Linked DNA regions of Gossypium hirsutum: region 1 is linked to region 2. A link is a contact called in public Hi-C data. All regions are on one chromosome and are shown on one strand. The core of a region is the stretch at or near the end of the contact, and the rest is flanking DNA. Distances in the headings are between cores, read along the strand shown. Region 1 holds the start of LOC107897348 (ABC transporter G family member 35). Region 2 holds the start of LOC107897353 (NADP-dependent malic enzyme).

Region 1 (6,852 bases), core at 136-2,635, 320 kb after region 2:
GACATCTTGCTGAGAAATCCAAGGTTTCTTTCACTGTCATTTCTCCGACATGAACATCATTTTGACTGATATATGCGGATGTCTTTCTAGCAACAAATTCCTTTAGTTTATATCCGTTGTATGTGACTTCTCCTTTAACCTGTTTCATACATTAACAGAAACATCAGGTTGTGTTTACTGTTAACTAATACCAAACTTTATAATTAACACACCAACATAACATAAAAATACTATATAAAACACAAATTATTAACGCAATAATTTTTAAACGAATATATTTGATTAGACTGTAACTTACCCTTAAGCTTGGGTCCAACTTATCGGCCAATGCCAGCAAAAGGGTTGTTTTCCCAGAAGAGGGTGGGCCTAGTAAGAGTGTCATCCTACAAATATATATATAGAGAGAGGTAAAGACAAAATGTAATGACAAACTAAATTATTATATCGTGACAAGAAGAAAGTTGCAGGTACCTTGATGGTTTAATAATCCCAGAAGCATCTTTAAGAATTGTGAGGTTTGCTTTCTTGGCAAAACTGATTCCAAGGAGGCCAAGAGCCGATTCTGCAAGGTTTCTAGCAGAGTTTACAAGAGTTGGAAGAGCTCTGCTGCCAACGTAGCAGTCGGCTTCAATCGTCAGATGGTTGAATCTAACTTCTACTGTTGGAAGTGTAATCCCAACCCTGTCATCCCAACAAATTGCGTAATCAATTAACAGAAAACACTTAAAACATTATTAAATTTATATATGATACCAAGATTTTAAATTTATATTTGTAAATGAAGAAAGATGGAAACTTACTTATCGATCCTGTTTCTGAACTTCTTCAAGAATTTCTCATTATCTTCCTCAGCAACCTTGAAGAGCATGTCGATGAATTTTTGTCTGTCGTTCATGTCAAGGTTTCTAACATCAACCTCTCTATGTTCCATCTTGTTGCCAATGATTTCATGATCCACAAAGGACTGCATGATGCTTGTCCTCAGCCTATCATATGTGGGTAGTCTCTCGATAGCAGCCCATTTTAGAGCTTCTTCATCATCTTCCACACGGCTACTTCTTCTGGAACCTGAAAACACATCTTCCATGTTCCAACTACTCCTACTTAAGCTCCTCCCTATGCTGCTATGCCCCGTTCTTCTGCTGGGATTTCGACTTCGAACTCTTTCTAAACCATCCATATTTTTGCCTTCTTCTTTTTCTTTTCTTTTTTTTTTACTTTTTCCTCCCAATAATTCTTGAACCCAAAAGAAAAATGTTCTCACCCTCTATTTCAATGTAGACAAGTGTTGGTTCCTTTCTTTTGGGGGGTAGGGAGCAGATAAAGAAGTGTAAGTTCAATAGAGATTGAAGGAGAATATATATATACAGGCAGTGCGAGTCATTGACGGAGTGAAAAATAAAAAAGGGACAGCCAGCTTGGTGGCTGAAAGGTTGGCTATTTGGCCTTTTGTTGAAGGAAAACTAGGGAATTCAAATATGAGGGGCTTGTTGGATTCTTTGAAAGTCAATAGCGGTTCTTCTCTTGCAACATTTAACAATTCATACCTCATCTTAGACCAAGTACATTTCATTTTTCATATCACCATAATATTATTCGCCAACCATCACAAGACCTTGTATATTCCCTTCTTTTCATTTTTTTTTTATTATTATTAAATGATTATTAAATTTGGGAATACTGCGCAAGCTGGGCTGAGTATAATATGAGATTGGACCAAAACAAATTATGAAGTTTAGGTCGCCGCCTTACCTCATCTGTGAACAACTATTAAGTTTATATCTAAAATGAAATGATAAATCATTTTAAAACTAAGTAAATTTATTTCTTTTGCAAAATATAATTTTTTAAATATGTAATATATAAAAGTAATATAGCATAAAATCGGACAATTCGGAATTAATAATCGTTAGATGTAGTGATAAATAATGTTTTTAAAATAAGATTGGTGATAAAATCGATCATATCATTAATTTTTATTCCGATCAATATGATTGATTTGATTAATCTTTCAGTCTAATTCCATCAATTTATATCGATTCGTGAGTCAATCAATTTAATTTTATATTTCAAATTAATATGTGATCCAATTTGATCCTGAAAATAATAAATTCTTAATTTAGACGTCAAACAAAACATTATTAAGTCTAAAATATTAATAAATCGAAACATAAAATATGAATTCTTTCTAAAAAAACATCTTCTATTTGGAAGATTCCATGGACTTTTCTAAATGGATATAAGACATTTAATACACGTTTGAGGTAGTAGAAACAAATTGTATTGAGAAAAGATTGGTTTCCGAGAAGTCGCACCAATCGGATACATTTAGTTCAATATCCGTATCGTTTTCAAGGACTGTGGAATGAGAAGAAATAGTGATTAAAAATTAGGTGAAATTATGTTATTAATCCCTATATTCTATGTAAATTATAAATTTATAAATATAATTTTTCTATTCTAATTTGGTCACATTTAGTTACTCCTTTTCAAATTTTAATATTACAGTCCTAATCCAAATAGTATTAATTAATTTTATTAAATTAAATTTTACTATTGATCCTATAAATTGTAAATTTAATCTATATTCTCTAATCTATTCTTTTTTAAAATTTTAAACTTGAATCAGTTAACTAAAAGAATTTGGGTTTTGTGGGTATTAAATTGAAATATGCCACAACCTAGGAGGCGGCTATGACAAAATTACAATATATAATTTCTTACATAAATTGATTCATAACAAAAATCTTGACTTATTGACATTTTTCCTAACCATTGGATTCATGTGTACCAGCTACTGGTCGTTACTGCCTTTGGCTCGCTGGCTCAACTGCAAGTTGTCATTCTTTTTGCCTTCAACTGTATCAACTCCACTTTTTTGTTGAATTGGCTTCATTTTATAAATATTAAAGATTAAAATTATTGAATTGTTTAAATTTAGGATTAAATAGATAGAATGTATAAATATTAGAGGCTAAATTTATTATTAAGTCAATAAAATATAAAACTAACGGTGAAAATAGAAGTTGTCAAACAGTTGAGTGACTATTCTACCCAAACTTAATTAAATTCAAAGCGGCATCTGATTTAATAATAGTTTGTAGGCTACAGCTACTTGTTGCTCCTATTATATAACTATTTTTTGACGCATTAAAAGCTATTAGAATTTAATAAACAAAAGGTATTAGAATATTAATTTTTTGTTTTAGTCGTTTTCCGGCTTCTAGAATGTAGAATTTTCTTTTTAACTTTGTTGAATTTTACAATTATTTGATTAATTTCTTTAATCTTGACTGTTCGTTGTTTGTATTAACAGAACAATTTTTTTTAGTTTTTATGTTAGGCTTTTATTTTACATATATTTCTATTTGATCGTTAGTTTGTAACGATTAATTTTGGTGATAATTGATTATAATGATAATGTTTGTTAATCGTCGTTAGTTAAAATATTATGTTTTTTCTTTATTATTTTAATAAAAAACAATAAAAATATTAAATAAACAAACAGATTAATATTAAGTAATAATTTAAATAATTTATTCTTGTCGATAGCAAGACGTGAACAGTTTATCTGACGGCTCGAGAGCCCTAAATATCATCTTGTGGTTTTAATTTTAAGGTTGTGCTTGCTAAAATGATTTAAAAAAATGAAACATGAAAATTTAAAGAGAGAGAAAATTAGAAAGGTAAAAAATATTTTTTTTATTTATAAATATGTTTTGTAGAAAAGATGAAAAAAATTGAAGGAAAAGTTAATTTTATTTCTATACATTATTTTGCATAGTTGAAAAATGAAAAGAAAGAAAAATAAAACATTAAAAAATGTATATTTTTAAACACACTCAAAATTTATTTTCTTTTCCATTCTTTCATTTCTCTACCTTTCCACCCAATCAAACATACTCTAAGACTTTGCTTGGTAGAGTAAAAAGAAAATTGAAAAGAATAAAATTTGAAAAGATAAAAAAATGAAAAATATATTTTTTATTTTCATAGGTATGCTTGGTAGGAATGATGGAAAAATGAAAAGAAAAAATAATTTTCTTTCCATCCACTACTTAGTAAAGTTGGAAAATAAAAGGAAAAAAAAACAAAATATTTGAAAATACATAACTTTGAACTAACATACGCATCTCTTTCATTTTCTCTACTCTCATCATTCCAATTTACAATGATTGATTTTTATGCATTAGAATGGAAAATGACCATTCCTCCTATTTTCTTTCCTCTCACTTCTTCACTCCTTCCTATCTCTCCATTTTTCCACCCAACCAGGCATACTGTAAGTGACAAATGAGGATTGGAGTTATATTTGATCTCCTCTCTAAATCATATCCAATATTGTTTGAATTGAATTGAATTAAAGCAAAATATTTTATATATCCTAGAAGGCATGAATATAATTAAAAACTTTGATACACATATCATATCTTTAAAGAAAAATATTTTTAGATTTTTAAAATTTTATATAATTTAGAAAAATTGTCTTGAATGAATTGGGACAACCACATGTCCAATTCATTTTGGACTTAACATTTAAATAGTTTTTGTTAAATTTTTTTATTATTTTTGAACTTTTTTAATTTCATTTAACAATTTTATAAAATTTAATAATGTTTTTAAAAATATATAAAAATTTTAATATATATATTTTTTCAAATTTAAAAAAATTAAATTCGAAATAAACCTATACAAATAGTTCTCCAAGTTGATTCTAATAAAAAAATTAAATATATTTTTTTATCTTTTAAAAAATTTAAGTTTTTTTTTTGTTGACGTGACACTAACACATCTGTGAGATAAGAATCAAAGGGTTTTTTTTATGAAATTCTCTTGTTGGATGGCTCAATTGAGTGTAAAAGATTACTTGGGGCTTAATTGATATGTATTTTTTGAAATAGTTGGAGGGTTATTTGGACCCTTTTTCCTAAATAGACATAAAACTTGGAGGTTTGTATTATGAATTTTATTTTCACTACTCTTTTGGTGTTAAAGGCAAACTAAATTCTCTAAAATAGACAATTATAAACCATATAAATTAACTACGCATTTAGGTTGAATAGTTTTTCAATTGAATTTATATAATAAAATCAAGGTGTAATAAAAATGAATGTATTAAGTTAGTATAATTTTATGAAAAAAAATTAAACTCTTGACCATATAAAAAATAAAAAATTTATATCAATGACAATTTAATAAAATTTTCTTTTAAATATTTTTATATTCCGTAAACCAAACACAAATAACAAAATCTTACATTCCTCCTATAATCTTAAATTTCTTTAATCTTATTAGATCAAATAACAAATTATTCCTTTTGTTAAAAATTTCATCTATTTCTATTATTAAATATTAATGTGGTATGTCAAATATACCACATGCTGAAATGATAATATTTAAACAAATTTAAAAAATCCTAAAAAGTAATTTTTTTAATAATTATTAGAGAAAATCACCAAAATAATTATAAAAAGATATAAAATATAGAAAATTATTTAAGAACTATAAGATGTTATAAAACTTAAAAAAAACGTCTAGTATAAATTTAGACAAATAATGTTTATGCTCAAATAAATCTAGACAAATATTTATTCATATTCATTTTAGAGTGATTATTTAAATAATTATAAAAATTAGATTTTTCATAATTTATTTTTTGTAAGTTTTTAAAAATTTATTTAGTTTTACGAAATTTTTTAAAAAATTTAAACATTTATTGATGTGAGATTACCGCATTTCACGCGATGCATTGCTATCCAGTCATAACAATTTTACTGTGAGTTTGACTAATTTATACAATCTATACAATGCCTTTAATGCTATCCCTAAACAACCTCATTCTAGAATTGAGAAATTTGAGCAATCAATTTAACACCAGTTTAGCAATGTCATTTTTTTTTTTAAATCACGATATGGTCATAGCAATTTTATTGCGAGTTGCCTATTTTGTACAATTTATACAATACCTTTAAACCTATCCCTAAACAACCTCATTCTAGAATTTCTTATTTCAGCAATGGATTTAACACCAGTTTCGCAATGTCAGTTTTTTTTAAGTCATTTTAGATATTTAGTTTGGTTGGCTCGTTTTGACAAATAGGAGATATATTCTCTTTTATTCTTCAGAAAGAAGAAATGAAATTCAATGGAAAAGAATTGTTTGTGTAATATTTATATTTTCTTTAATATGATGCTTATGCTTTTTTTTATGTGTGTTTTTAAAATTTTGTAAGTATATATATCTTGTTGAAAAATATGAAATTGGTTTTTAAGTCCACTTTTCTGTTTTGGTGATGTATAAGTGACCGTTTTCATATTCGAATTATTGACAATTTATTGAACGGTTTGATTGGATTGTGCTAATTATTTGGAGAATATATCTTATTGAAGGTCATATTACTTAGGGAACTTATATTGAAGATTATACTAAAATAAATCACCCAAGACAATCCATTGCAACTTGAACATTTGGATTGAATTGAAAGTCTGTGATTAATTGCCAAGAGTCCACAATTATTTTATTCTCTATTATTATATTGTAAATTGTTTATTGTATTATTATTTTAATGGGGTTGTTATAGATCTTCTATGTTAACAAGTCTCATGCATAAATCTATTTTAAGGGAGAGACTTGTATAGGTTTTTGTTTTCAAAGTTTTTAGCGCTTACCTTATTCAAGTAAGAAACACTAAGAGTGCAGGTTTATGGTAAAACCACTTGTGTTAAGGTTTTACTTGCCGTGTGGTGAGAGTATCGATTTTCAAGGTTAGGAAATGTGGAGAATTATCACGGATGTGTGATAGTCACTTGTTGTAACTATTGAAGAGAGTGAATATTTCTCACTAAGTTAGG
Region 2 (6,424 bases), core at 1,452-3,951:
AACTCCTCCTAGTGCAGTGTATAAAGAGAGCTTCCCTATAGGAATTCCCATTCCCTGAAAATATAAATTACCATTAACAAGTCAATAACACATGTGAGAGACAGAGGCAGTTATCATTAGATGTCTCCGAGTATTTATACCTGACAGCCAAGGTCCCCTAGACCCAAAATCCTTTCCCCATCAGTGACGACGATGACTTGAATATCCCTCTGAGGCCAATTTCTCAGAACTTCATGAATCTTCCCCCTGCAAAGGACACAAATCAGTGTAATACAACGGGAAAGAAGCTCAAATTCAAGAATCCAATGCCAGCTATAATCTGAGGAACCAATTCTCTATGTGAAACGTACTTTTCTTTCAAACTGATAAAAAGACCCTGAGGGCGCCTGAAGATGCTCCCATATTTCTGACAAGCTTCACCAACAGTTGGGGTATAGACAACAGGCAGTAACTCCTCAACATTGTCGATCAGAAGTTTGTAGAACAGCCTTTCATTTAACTCCTGAAAATGGAAGTGAAACCGAAATCAATTCAAAAGTGTTAAAGTCATTAACAGCAATTGATAAAAGCATAAAGTATTATTTCTTTCTGAGTACGATAGTCCGAATAAAAATTTTTAGAAACACTTAAAACAGAATAAGATTCGGAACTAATGGCAAGGAGGAAGTAAAGATTGTGAAATTAAATAGAGAAAATAAAAATCATAATTTCAAATTTACATAAACTCACAATAATAGGAGGAAACATAATAGCACCAAGCTACACAAATTGAAACATATTGTTAATATAATACGATGAACTAAAGAGAAATAAAATCATGCCATCGGATGCAGCTACATATTTGACATTCAAGAAACATGCAGCAATAATTCCAGCCAGAAACCACCTACGACTTTAGAGCAAACGGTTACCTGCAAATCCATCATGGCCATGTACTTCTGCAGAGGAACTTGATACTGGCGGATACTACACATCATTTTCTTCACCTGGTGAGTAGTGGTAAAATAGTTCATTAAAAACATAGCAAGGATTAAGTAAAATGAACAGAATTCACTGAATGATTCAAGTGAAGTCAAAAAAGATGTACAAAGAGCGTAGATAACCTGAAGTTCTTGGGAAATAACTGTGGGGGGAAGAAGACCACGCAAGTAATAAGAATCTCTTTCTTTCTCATTAAAGGCGAGTCCTTTGTTGTGGTGAGGATCTCGCAACAACGAATACCCACTGCAGTGCATGAAGAAGAGCTTAGTCTTTGAAAGTCTAATTAATTGGATTTTTGAAATTAGAGTAGTTCAATAAACGTATCATTTATTTCCTAGGAATTTCAATCATATCTAACAACCAACACAAAGACAAAACAACAAATCAAAGATCTGAATTGGTAAAATTATTGTTGGCCACAACATCATGATCTAACATTCAATACAAAACAAAGAGTTCACAACAAGCACATCAAAAGGAAAACCATGAACTTAAACACAAAGAAGAACACCAGAAAATAAAATAAGACCCAACACTTCGAAGATCACCTTCGTATTTAAATGTTAAGACAAAAAAGAATGATTCTAGATCTGTCAAACATATATGAAAAATCTCAAAAACCATCATGTCATACCCAGAAAAAAGAAAGCTCATAATAGAGGTGGGAAAAGCCAAAAAAATAAATAAATAAATAAATATTACACGAGAAAGATATTAGTGAAAAGGAAAGTAACAGAATGTTACCTGGCAACAGAGAGAGACCAAGGGGTGACAAGTTGATCGTCGGTGGCGGCGGCGTCATAGTAGAGGTCGCGGTCTTCGCCGGTAACAGTAGGATTGGGGTCCACATCAGCAACAGAAGAAGTGCCATCTTCTTTTATTTCTTTCAATGAGTTGTTGTTTTCAATCAAAACGCTGCTGTTTCGATCCCTGTTGGGGCCTAAAGCTGTGACTTTGACTGAAGCTGGTGGCAGCTTCTTCAGCTTGTATGAGAAAGGGCTTGATGACCCAGAAATGCCAGTGTTATTCTGTTCCCCCCCCCCAAAAAAAAACAAAAAAAGGTCAGTAACGAAATCAAATAAAAAGCAGAACAGACTTTTTATATATATATATATTTGTGGTAAATCTGAGATCTTTAATGTCATAAAAGAAAGCCTTAGATGTTGAATATCTTTCAAAGATGTGCAAAACCAGATAGGAGGGAGGAAAAAGGAAATTTTTATTACAGTACAAGCGCTACAAAGGAAAGACCCTGAAAAAGGTAAACTCATGTGATTTTCAAACTAGAAAAATACCAGCGAAAAAAAAAAGAAACATGAGTTAGAGATATAATAATGATTAAGGTTTAGAAATAAATTATAGGAAATGGGTAGTGAAAATGAAGAATGGGTTGATTAAGAAATTACCAGAAAACAGCTTCTGTGCAAGGAAATCATGGTGAGAGAAAAATGTGGGAAGACAAAAGTCTAGAGCTTTTGTTAGTGGAAATCTCTCAATAGAAACAAGCAAAGCAAAGAAAGGAAAGATGGAAAGGAAGAGCGTTTAGAGAGAAAGGAGATGGGTTATATAAAGCTTCCCTTTCCCTTCCTTTTCCCTTCCCTTGCTCTGCTTTCTCTCTCTACCCGCTGATTTTGTATCTATGAGGAAGAGAAGGAGGAATCGTAAAAAACGTGTCCGGTTTTTATCCTTCTCTGCTACCCTCAGCAGACTTTTGGTGACTGCAAATGACAAGTGGGTAGCTGAGTTTGTCCCTCTATTACGAAAGTGCCACCACCGTCCCCTCAAGTGGGACCTACAAAAAGTGTGGGTCCCAACCCAAGCCAACTTCCTGCGAACCTTGTTTAATTGCTGTATGTTTTAGGTGTGTTGAATTTATGAGTTCGGGTTTGGGTTTTCTGAACAACCAGACACTGGTTGCTTGATTGGTCGTCAACTTGTAACAAAATAAAAATCATAATAATAACAAAATAATTCTTTCTTTTTTTTTTAAGTATTCTTTTGTTTCGGGAGTCGGAATTTTTTCTTAAAAAAAAAGAACTATATAATTATGAGGAGAAATTTTGAGATAAAATTAATGAGGATCTGCTTCGAAATATTCTGCATTAGTACATTGAAAACAATTTTTAATCTAGTTTTGCTGCCGTTAGATTAAGAATTCTTCGAGATTTATAGTGAGATTTGTCATGTTATGATGGTTGAAACATATTTAAAAAGCGCAGGATTCGTTTCATCAAATTTTATGGCCAAGAAAGAGTCTGAGAATGTCTTCTTCATGCAATTGTGTGTGGCAATTTTTCATGTCAATTCCAAGATTTTCGGGAATGTCGTCTTCATGAAATCTTGTCGTCTGTTTATATACGTATTTCTTTTCCTTTTTCTTACCAGTATTTCAATGTTATTGAAATGAAACAGATTAAACATACATATCTAGATTATCTATATTTTGTTATCATGTTTTTAAAATGTGATATTCATTTTAATATATTTGTGTATTTATTTATATTTAATTATAAAAATAACATTAATAAAATATAAATTTAGGAAAGCAGCAGCAGGCATGAGGACAAAGTAAAGTGTAGGGGAGATTTAGGAAAGCAGACATAGTGAGCTCCTCCTCCTCCTTCATTCCCTTTGGTAAAACAAAAATAAAGACATTGGGAGGAAGAAGAAGCCAACTTTCTGAACCACTGTAACATGACAGCCATTTGATTTTTAGTTTCTGGTTCTGGGCCATTTTGTCTGTCGGTTTCTTTATTTCATGTGGCTGATCACTTTTGTCTGACGTGGCTTTTCTAGAGCTAGTTAATTTTTATTTTGAAATGTGTTTTTCAAATTTGCTTTTAAGGAAAATTATTTTTAAAAAGTGTGATAAAAAAATACGAAAAAAAGTGATTCGTTAATTTTTAATAATTTATGTTATTATTAAATATTGTTGTTGAAAGGTTAAAATATTTTTTTTATATTTTTCATGCTATTTTATAGTTTATATTCAAGATTCATAATTAATATAAATTATTTATAAAATTAACAATAAAGTATTTTTAAAGCTTAAATATAATAATAAAATCACTAATTTTGCAAAATGGTAAATTATTTAATCAATAAAACCAAGTAATTTGGTGTTATGAAAACCAAGTAACTGAGAGATCATCACGCATCATGATTTCATATAATAAAACCAAGTGCTTTGCTGTTTTTATTAATTATATGACTCGGAAATTTCTTTATATCATCCCACGTGCTCTGCATTTTACCTTTACAATATTCTATATATTATATAAAAAGAGAGAGGAGATTTTAGGAATTAACAAAATATTTTAGGTAGTATAAAAATAAATAAATATAATTTAGGTATTAAAATTATGAGTGTTCATAGTTCGGTTAAAATTGAATTAATTAATCGAATTAATTTATTTCGGTTAATTGGTTGATGACTAAATTTAATTAGGTTAAAGGTTAGTTAATGATTTTTTTAAAATTTTGATTATCAGTTAATTTAATTTAAAATCGAATAATTAATTGAATTAAATAATATATAATATATTTTTTATATTAGTAATGTATTTTTAACTATTATTCTTTATATTAATCAAAATAAATAATATATATTATAATTTTTTGAACTATTAAAGAAAAATGAACATTAGTAATGTATTTTTTATATGTTTATACTTGTTTTAATCAAAAGATAAAAACATATAAATTTTACGGTTAAATGACCGAATTAATTGAAATATTTCGATTTAGTTAATGTATTTGAAAAAAAAATTTGATTCAGTCAACAGTTAAAGATTTTTACATTTCAAGTAATTGGTTAGGTTAAAAATCGAGCCGCCTGTTTGAACACCCCTAATTAGAACTTAATTAGTTTATAAAATTTAAATTTTATTACATTTTAGTTTTTTTATTTAATGTCAATCTTTATCTATATATTATATAAAACCTTAAAGGAGTCTTTAGAAATTAATAGAGGCAATTTTGAAAAATGATAAACAATACTAATTTATTTTATTAAAAGTAATTTTACTTATACAAAAAATTAATTTATTAAAAGTTAAAAGTTTAACAAGTATTCTTTCAGAAAAAAAATAATTACATCAATTATAATTTAAAATATAATAAAATTTGGTAAAATTTTAAGAAAAATTTATGTTTTTTATAGTGCTTTAATTATCTTTTAATTTTAAATGAGTTGAAATTTAATATTTCAATATTAAAGTTTATTAATTCTTTTACCTAAAATTTATTTTTTATATAAAGATAAAATTTATAATAAAAATAGAATTAATCTTTATTTCAATCATTTTATTTTAGATTTCAAATAGATTTCAATCTGACTGAATAATGATTTTTTAATAAAATATTGGATAATAAATTAATTTACTATAGTTTTTGGAAAAATGAAAAAACTTTAAATATTTCAATATAAATAACTATTACTCCTATTTAACTATCCATGCACTTAAAAAAAAACTATTCATGCACACCCATAATATATAAAGTGGGATTTTAAATATTTAATTATAAAGTAAAATGCAAAAGATTATAGCAATTTAAACATGAAATAAGTAATAAGTGTCGATTGAATCTTAGTTTAATTGGTATAACTATTATTGTCAATATAGGAGGATGTATGTTTGAGTGCATTGAATTACATTATCTTCCTATTTATGAATTAGAGCGGAACTATTTATGAAATAAAATGCAAAAGATTATAGCTATTTAAACAAGAAATAAGTAATAAGTGTCGATTGAGTCTTGATTTAATTGGTTTGACTATTATTATTAATATAGGAGGACGTATGTTTGAGTGCATTGAAATATATTTTTTTCTATTTATGAATTAGAAAGGAAGTATAAATAATTGTAAATATTATGTGAAAAAGAAACATACATTCCGCAACACAGATCATACCTGTAATATAATATAAAGCTGGATTGGCTTCTCACGTTCTTTTTATTGTACTAATCATCATCTCTTAGATTCAATCTGAAATTCCAATGAAGCGTGGGCAGTTGAGAATGGATTAATGGAAATCGAACCAGAAATTGTATTAGTCCTAACTCCTAAGGCCATTTATATTACACGTAATAAAGTGGTGAATTTGATCATAACCAATTATATCATTTTGTTTTCCTCACCCCTTGTTTCTTTCTTGGTTACATAAAAAGATGGGAAAAAACTAACAGACAAGTGTGTAGGGTTGGTGGCATAGCAATGCCATGTGGTAATTGCATTTAATGGTAGTTGAGGTTTTGGTGTTAGATGACATCCGCCTACATCCCATTATAAAAAATTCTTATTTTACGCGTCTAAAATAATTATTTTGGTCGACGGATGAACGAATAAAACAGTTAAAAAATTAGTATAATAATAAATTTAGTATTCAATTTTTATATATTAAATTAAATTAATTATAATTTTAAAAAATTAACTTTCAAA

What was found. A called contact is a pair of places that touch in the nucleus more often than the background predicts.
Region 1: a contact with region 2 is called in a Hi-C map of leaf, with 2.0 times the contacts expected there. The contact joins the promoter of LOC107897348 here to the promoter of LOC107897353 in region 2. A contact is called at or near these places in 2 of 34 Hi-C or Micro-C datasets (both in leaf).

The regions. Positions count from the first base shown.
Region 1 is chrA10:8,354,607-8,361,458 of Gossypium_hirsutum_v2.1, forward strand. It overlaps LOC107897348 (ABC transporter G family member 35), which reads right to left and starts at 1,386. Exons shown (of 21, transcript XM_041079740.1): 1 at 801-1,386; 2 at 472-681; 3 at 299-383; 4 at 1-139. The coding sequence starts at 1,180.
Region 2 is chrA10:8,034,935-8,041,358 of Gossypium_hirsutum_v2.1, forward strand. LOC107897353 (NADP-dependent malic enzyme) reads right to left here and starts at 2,702. Exons shown (of 20, transcript XM_016822788.2): 1 at 2,388-2,702; 2 at 1,726-2,009; 3 at 1,104-1,224; 4 at 912-986; 5 at 351-502; 6 at 141-246; 7 at 1-54. The coding sequence starts at 2,417.